2 separate regions of the Mus musculus genome follow, and region 2 is linked to region 1. The links are chromatin contacts, called in public promoter capture Hi-C maps. All regions are on one chromosome and are shown on one strand. Each heading gives the region's core, a stretch centred on a gene start, on an enhancer-like site or on the middle of the called end of the contact. The rest is flanking DNA. Distances are from core to core; before and after follow the strand shown.

Region 1 (3,977 bases), core at 414-2,913:
AGCCCCTGTCTATCTCAGACAGACTTGAGCTATAGGTTTGTCTTAAGGTTCTGATGCTGCCACAAAACACCATGACCAAGAAGCAACTTGGGGAAGGTTTATTTGGCTTACACTTTCATATCACTGTTCATCACCGAAAGAAGTTAGGACAGGAACTCAAATATGGCAGGAACCTGGTGGCAGGAGCTGTTGCAGAGGCTGTGGAGGGGTGCTGTTTACTGGTTTACTCCTCATAGCTTGCTCATCCTGCTTTCTTATAGACCCCAGGACCAACAGCCCAGGGATGAAACTATTCACAGTGGGCTGTCTCTCCATCAATCACTAATTAAAATGTCCTACGGCTTCCTACAGCCCAGTCTCATGGAGGTGTTTTCTTCATTGACGATCCCTTCTCTCAAACGACTTTAGCTTGTCTCATGTTAAGATAAAACTATCTAATACAAGATGCCTCCATAGATTCAAGTGGAGATGTCCTTCAGGTATATCTCTCTCAGGATATGCATATTGGACTAGTAAGTAACAGCAGACCCTTCCAATTTCTAGGAAGACAGAAATTTAATTTCTCAGAACTATGATGACTATAGAGAGTACAGGACCACTGTTATTCTGCACAATTCTTTACTCAAAACCCTTACCAGTCATTACTCCATTTGTACTGCAAAGCTACTCTTGCACTATCCGTAGGCTTAAAGTGTCCTGTAGATTATTGGGCATCGAATGCAGCCTTTTGATAGCATTTTAAGGTATACACATAATGGCTCTCAACTTCCAATAAATGGAAATCATATCCATACTTACTCCCTTTAAGATGTATGGTCAAAGACATTTAGCCCTAGATCGCCTAGCCTGTTTCTAACTGGGAAAAATTTACTGTGTTACCAAAGAGGCCAAGTGGGGTTTGAAAAAATATGGCTCCTTGGTGAGTTTCTAGTTTAGACACACTGAAATAAGGATCGAGTGATATATTTAGATTAAGTAACAGATGGTGGATGGACATTTTGGCATCCATCACATCCATTTCTCAGGATTCTAAGGAAATGATCTAAGTCCCCAAGAGAAATAAACGGAGAGGATGGGATCAGGACAGGAAAGGGATCTGTTTATTTAACTAACTCTATACCAAGTCTTATGTAGGTGAAAAATTCAAAGGGTGTCCGACTGGATCAAAAGCTGGAGGGGAATGGAAGACACAGGCTGGGCCAAAGTAACTCCTACTGTATCAGACATTGATAAGACCTGAGATATTTCTTTGGGGACGACTCGGCTCTGCTCTCCCGAGGGTTGCCAATCAAGCAGGTGAACAAAGGATTGAAAAGCTAAGTCAGGGTCCTGTCGCTCAGGAAGCGCTCCACTTGGAACGCGGCTCCCGCCGTCCCTTCCTATCACCTCACGGAGACGGGGTCGGGGTTACAAGAAGGGCGTCTCCCGCCCCACTGCCCGGCGCGTTCCGAGTAAGTCGCCGCCCGCGGGAGGGCCGGCGGCGAGAGCGCGCAGTGCGAGGCGAACGTGCTGGAGCCAAGGAACCACCGCGTCCCAGAGATAACCGCGGCTGGTCGACGTGGGGCGGGGCGGGGCTTGACGCCAAGACGCAAGGCGCGCTGGGCGGGGCTATGCCGGGTGGGGCAGGAGGGAGTGGAGGGGGCGGGGCCTGGGGGCGAGGGCGGGGGAGAATGGCAGTTGCTGTGTTGGTTCCCGGCTGCGACGGTCCGACTGGAGTCACAGAGGGGAGTTCGGGAAAGCGGCCGCCCGCAACCGTTCCACCGGCAGCTCTCGCCCTAGCTGAGAAGGTTCCGCGGCGGTGCTGAAAAGTCGTCCTCCGTTCTGCCTCCGCTTTCTGCCTCCGCGGGATGGGCCTGCTCGCCAGCCGCCCCGCGCCGCCGCCGCCCTGAGGAGCTGAGGTACGGCAGGCGCCGGAGCCGCGGGAGCCGGGCGGCTCCCCTACGGATGGGGATTCAAGGCGCCGCTCAGGCCTCGGTCTGGGGCCGGGAGACCGTTGCGGCCGTCTCCGGGGTGCGGGCCGGGGCGTGGGGGGCCGGGCCTGTGGCCCCGTCGGTGTTGTGACTGTCCACGGCGCTGCCCCGAGCGTTCCGGGGCGGCGGAGCGGACGAGACCCGAGGGCGGCCGCCGTGGGGAGGCGGCGGGGGCGGAGCGCATTCCTGACGGGTGAAATCGCCTCTAACGGGACGCTTTCCGGGCCTCGCCGCACACTGGGCGCCGCGGACTTCGCCCCCGAAGCCTGCCGCCTGGGGCCCGGGAGGGCGGCGGGGAGATGACCGCCTCCTTCGGGAGCGGAGATCGCGCACACAAGCAGGCACCGGCGCGGAAAGCCGTATAGCCTGGGGATGAACGGGGGTCTTCCGGACTCCACGTCTGGGGTTTTCCCTGCCCTCACCCCGAGTGAGGCCACCACTTTGAATTGCCAGTTTTTCCTTCGGTCTGGGATTCCGCTCTACTGTCGCTCTCTTCTCTTTTTCCATTTCCACTAATGGGAAGAAGTGGTTTAGGTTCGTTAATCCTGAGACAAGGGCAGCAAATAAAAGAGGGAAGAGAATGGTGAAGGCTATATATGGGAAAAAGAAAGGTTTAATTTTTGCTTGTTGGCGCCCTTGGAGATAGAAATACACGACTGGTGCTTTACTTTGTGTAGGGTTGAGAATGTCGCAAAATGTTGGTAATGATAGGACGGCCTTTAAATGCAGCTGCAATTTTCAAACCTAGGGTTGGCTATAAAGGCTGGTGTAAAATGATAGCAAACGGGAGGTATGAAAGCGGGCCTTTCCGTGGTTGGTGCCTTCAAAATATTTTGATCTTCCTCATTCTACTTTGTGTATGTTTGTGTATACGCACGCGTACCTGGCAGTCTTTGATTATTTAATATTTTAACCAGAATTTCTTGACCCTTTTCATTGTATGTAGTGTGACGAGATACTTGTCTTTTTTTCCCTTTCCGGTTTTGCTATAAACCGGTCTCTTTGCACATCCTAGTGCTTCTGTTTGTAATTCAAGTCATTTCCATATTTGCTTGCTTAAGCTTCTTTAACACAGAGCTGTCTGTATTGAATTAAAATGTAAATATTTAGAAAATGGCTATGTCCTTACTTTCAAATGTTCTTTACTTGGTACATACAATTTCATGGACAAAGAATTGGTATTAAGTCTTGGGACTTACTAAACCAAATTATGCAAAACAAAAGCAAGATATATATATATATATATATATATATATATATATATATATATATTATACAGTGTAAGCTTAAATTTCATGTGACCATGGAAAGATTTTAATGTCATTGCAAGGTGTCTTTCTGAAGAAGAATGCATATGGCAGCTAGCCTGAGTGTATTTTTTTATTATATCATCGATTCTCATTCTAGAACCCCAGTAAGGTTAATTTTTTTAATTGCAGAATTATTTTAGAAGTTGAAACAAACCTATTCATTACTAAAATAGCTGCATGAAATACCTCATCTTGGAGATGCCTTGGTTGAACATTAGAATTAATATAAAGAATTGTTCATTGTACTGTTGCCTAGCAAATGTTAGAATTTCATTTTGAATATTTGTGGCAATGTGTTGGATTTTTGGTGCCTTTTTTAATCTGGCAAAATGACAGTGCCATATTATCTTCTACTTAAGTGTTTTTGAAGATACTTCAGCACCAAGTAGAAAGTAAATGGACTTGACTTGCCATGAACACAGCGTCCAAGCAATGTTTTTGCAGTTGTGAGTATAATGTACTCAGGAGTAATTCCCCCCCCCCCCCTTTTTGAGAAAGGGTTTCACTACATAACCTGGTAGTTGGCTTAGAACTTGCTATATATACAAAGCTGGCCTTAAACTCACTGAGTTCTTGCCCCTGATAGGATTAAAGACCTGTACTCCTTGCCTAGCTTGGAGACACCACTGTACTTTAATGAGTTATAGATGTATGCATAATTTTAGGCAGACATTTGTGTGTGTGTGTGTGTGTGTGT
Region 2 (3,977 bases), core at 537-3,036, 2.8 Mb before region 1:
TCCCAGCACTTGGGAGGCGGAGGCAGGTGGATTTCTGAGTTCCGAGGCCAGCTTGGTCTACAAAGTGAGTTCCAGGACAGCCAGGGCTATACAGAGAAACCCTGTCTCGAGAAAAACGAAAAAACAAAAACAAAACAACACAAATAAATAAATAAATAAAAATAGGGAGATACTGTTGAAAAAAGATGTTACTATAAAGTAGAGTTGTATCTCCTAGCATAAGATTCTGTGTCCCAGCTGTCACCCATTCATTCATTCATTCCGATACTTACAAAGTAGCTATTTATGTGAGTTATTGTCTAAACACTGCATATAGGAATAGGATTCTTTCCTCTCTTTTCAAGCTGATAGGAAAGCCTGCTAATCAGCATGAACCATGAGATAATGTGATAAGCACTGACAAATCCAAACAATGTGTACTGAAAACACAGAAGAGGACACTGATGCGCAGGATGGAGGGCACTTGTAGGGATAAGTATGTAAAGATACGTACATAAGTATAGCTCCAAGACAAAGCCTGAAATGCACCCACATTGGCAAGGGTAACGTAAGCCACTGTCTTAGTTAGGGTTTTACTGCTGTGAGCAGACACCACGACCAAGGCAACTCTTATAAGGACAACATTTAGTTGGGGCTGGCTTACAGGTTCAGAGGTTCAGTCCATTATCATCAAGGTGAGAACATGGTAAAATCTAGGCAGGCATGGTGCAGGAGGAGCTGAGAGTTGTTCTACAGCTTCATCTGAAGGCTGCTAGGAGAATACTTTCTGCTAGGCAGCTAGGACTAGGGTATTAAAGCTCTCACCCACAGTGACACACCTACTCCAACAAGGCCACTCCCTGGGCCAAGCACTATAAACCATGACAGCTCCATCCAGCAATGCACTGTTTGGTGAAAGTGGAAGAAAAAAAAAAGTAATGAGGTTCAAAGATTCAAAATAATTAACGTCAAACTCTGGGGACAAATCTACTTTTCATTTAAGAAATATTACCAAAAAAAAAAAAAAGAAAAGAAATTATTACCATGTAAAACACCTTGGGAGCTGGGGGGGGGGGCCATATACCACACGTTAGCAATGCTAGGGGGAGGAGAGAGAACCTTTAGTAACGCAGACAGGGTTTCTCTCTGTAGCCCCGGCTGTCCTGGAACTCACTCTGTAGACCAGGCTGGCCTTGAACTCAGAAATCCGCCTGCCTCTGCCTCCCAAGTGCTGGGATTAAAGGCGTGTATACGTAACTACTTCCCACTAGAGGAAAATTCTCACAAAGGACGTAGAGGTATGTGCCATCTGCAGTTCTGATCCTCACCAGCCCCGTGTGGACGCAGCCGCCTAGGCGGAGAGGGAAACCGAGACCAGAGCGCTGGCCTCCCGCCCCTTTTACTGCTCGAAAGCTGGCCAGACCCAAAGAATCCGGGAGGAGGCCCCTTCCTCTGTTCCAGTTCCTCTCACCTCTTTGTATGTCCAGCTTGGTTTCGCGGACATAGTTGTCAGGGTTTCGGCTCAGCATTTTCACCTTCATCTTGGCGGCTCTGGGTGTCGGACTCCACGAGCCTTTAAACCGGGCTCGACTTACCGGGGCCAGCACGCAGACACACTACTTCCGCCTTCCGCGGGCTTCCTGTCACGTGGCTCCGCAGAGTGGCAGCCGGATGGCTCAGCTGGACCTCGCGGCGTTCCGTAGTCTCTCCGGCTAGGAGCTGGAGGGGGCGGTCCTTCAGCTGTCGCTCGCGTCTTGACCCGAGGGCGAGCGCGCGCAGCTGTGGGCGGGGCCAGGCCTGCTGGGCGGGGCTAAGCAAGCTCCGCTCTGAGGTTTCTCCTACTCCCCGCTTTGCCGCGGGTGTGACTTGCCTGCAGCAGCGTCCCGGGCTCCGGTCCCGGAAGTGGGCTCGCGTCCTGCGGTTCCAGGCCCCGGGCCGCGACAGTCGCCACGGTGGCGGCCACTACATCACGCCCCACGTCGGCGGCGCTGGACGCCGTAGTGTCGACGAACCCGGAGCCCATGACAGGCCAGGGCCAGTCGGCTGCCGGGTCGGCGGCGTGGAGCGCGGTGTTCCGCCACGTCCGGTACGAGAACCTGGTGGCTGGCGTGAGTGGCGGGGTCTTGTCCAACCTGGCGCTGCACCCGCTCGACCTCGTGAAGATCCGCTTCGCTGGTAAGAGCCTGCCCACGTCCCGGGCGGCTTCCCTTGCTGCCAGCCCCAGCGAAGCACTTACACGCAGAAGAGACATTAGTCTCCCCAGACTCTACTACAAGGGGGAGAGCCCCTAAGATGATGCTGTGCACCCTGCGTTACCTGGAGCTAGGATTTAGGAAGGGGACCCCGGCTTTCCCTGTGTCTCCTAACCATAAAGGATAGGGAAAGTGGGTGAAGTTTGAGAGAAAGGAGGTTGTCACATTTGACCCTCATGTTCACGAGTCATTCACTCTTTGGGGTAATTTGAAGTCTTAGGGCAGCCACGTGTTTGGCTGTATAAAGTCAGACGAAAGTACAAGTGTGTGAGCCGGTGCTTTGTCACCTTCGGAGAGTAAGGTCATAGTTTGGGATTAAAATATTCACTAAAGTTTCTTTAGTTTGCAGTATTTAAAAATATGCATTGTCTGGTGAAGGAAGGAGGAGCTTCTACACTCTAAATAACTGTATTAAAGTGTGAATTAAGTATATGGAAATTAGCACGGCATTTTAGGAATTAATACCAAGTTGCATTACATAGGTGAGCCTTGGTAACTATTTAGAAACCATTTCTGTTATTTCATTTATTACAAACTAAATTTTTCCAGAAAATCAAATCTTTAGAGATGGATTTAGTAGAGCATTCTAATTTTATTCGATTTACTTGATGTATGTGTCTTAATGTTGAACAGTGGAGTCGAACTAAGAAGTACCAACAGTTTCTTATCGTTAGGAAACTTAAAAATGTAATTACCCTAAGATATATAAAAGGATTCTACACAACATGAAATCAGTTGCTAAGTAGAATAAATTCAAATACAAAATAAGAGCACAAATAGGCTATATAAAAAGACTATATAAGGAAAGCTGGGGCTGGAGAGATGACTTAGCCTTTCCACAGGACCCACATTGAGTTCTCAGCACCCACTTTGAGCAGGTGGCTCCCAACTGTCTATAATTCTGGCTTCAAGGAAACCTAACATCTCTGGACTCTGCCAGCACATGCACATACCCACCCAGGGGCACATATGAAATATGAAATGATAAAGTAAATATTAAAAAAATAAACATAGGTGGCTTGTATGTATCTGTAAAGGTTCCATATTAAAGTCCTCAACAGGATTAATATTTTGACAGCTAGAGGAGACAAGACATTCCGTGGTGGAGAATGTGTGGTACCTGTGGAGTGTATTCTAGAAAAGACACCGCAGAGAAATAATTCCATGGAGTTTGATATGCAACTATAAATAATTGTTATAATAGTTGCAAACATTGATAACTAACTTTGATTGAATGTATAATAGGCATTTATTATGACCTTTATGAAGCTGATAATGGTAGGGGTTGAGTAAGTTGTCCAAGTCACAAGATGGTAAATAGCAATCTGAGGTTTGGGTTCAGCACTTTCACTCTGAAACTACCCTGCACTTACCCTCTCCCCGTAGCACCTCTAAGTCCCTGCTAACAGTGACTTGAATGTGAATAGATAGTCTTGGACTTCTTGAGATGAAGGTCTGTGGCTTGGTGTCCCTCTGACACAGCTTTCTCTAGGAGCAGAAGATGAGGCGCTGAAACTGAGGGTTGGCCAGGTTGGGATTTGGACAGTGCTACAGAGCTGACTAGTTTGAGGAAAGGCAGTTCTTGGTACCTGAGAAGATTCATTACCTTAGCGTGAGAAGAGTATTGGAAACTTGTAGGGTAGATAAAGTGGTTAGTTACAGAATAAGGGATTAAGGGTAGATAGTAACTCCTAGTTGAAGTCCTTCCCACAGCAGAGCAAGCGTGTGTAGTGGTAAAGCCGGCAG

What was found. Promoter capture Hi-C pulls out the DNA fragments that hold promoters and counts their contacts.
Region 2: a contact with region 1 is called in a promoter capture Hi-C map of pre-B cells, with 9 times the contacts expected there. The contact joins the promoter of Slc25a32 here to the promoter of Rnf19a in region 1. A contact is called at or near these places in 3 of 39 promoter capture datasets (the C10 cell line, liver and pre-B cells).

The regions. Positions count from the first base shown.
Region 1 is chr15:36,280,833-36,284,809 of GRCm38.p6, reverse strand. Rnf19a (ring finger protein 19A) reads left to right here and starts at 1,663. Exons shown (of 10, transcript NM_013923.2): 1 at 1,663-1,898.
Region 2 is chr15:39,110,525-39,114,501 of GRCm38.p6, reverse strand. Slc25a32 (solute carrier family 25, member 32) reads left to right here and starts at 1,786. Exons shown (of 7, transcript NM_172402.3): 1 at 1,786-2,154. The coding sequence starts at 2,001. Dcaf13 (DDB1 and CUL4 associated factor 13) reads right to left here and starts at 1,628. Exons shown (of 11, transcript NM_198606.2): 1 at 1,451-1,628. The coding sequence starts at 1,520.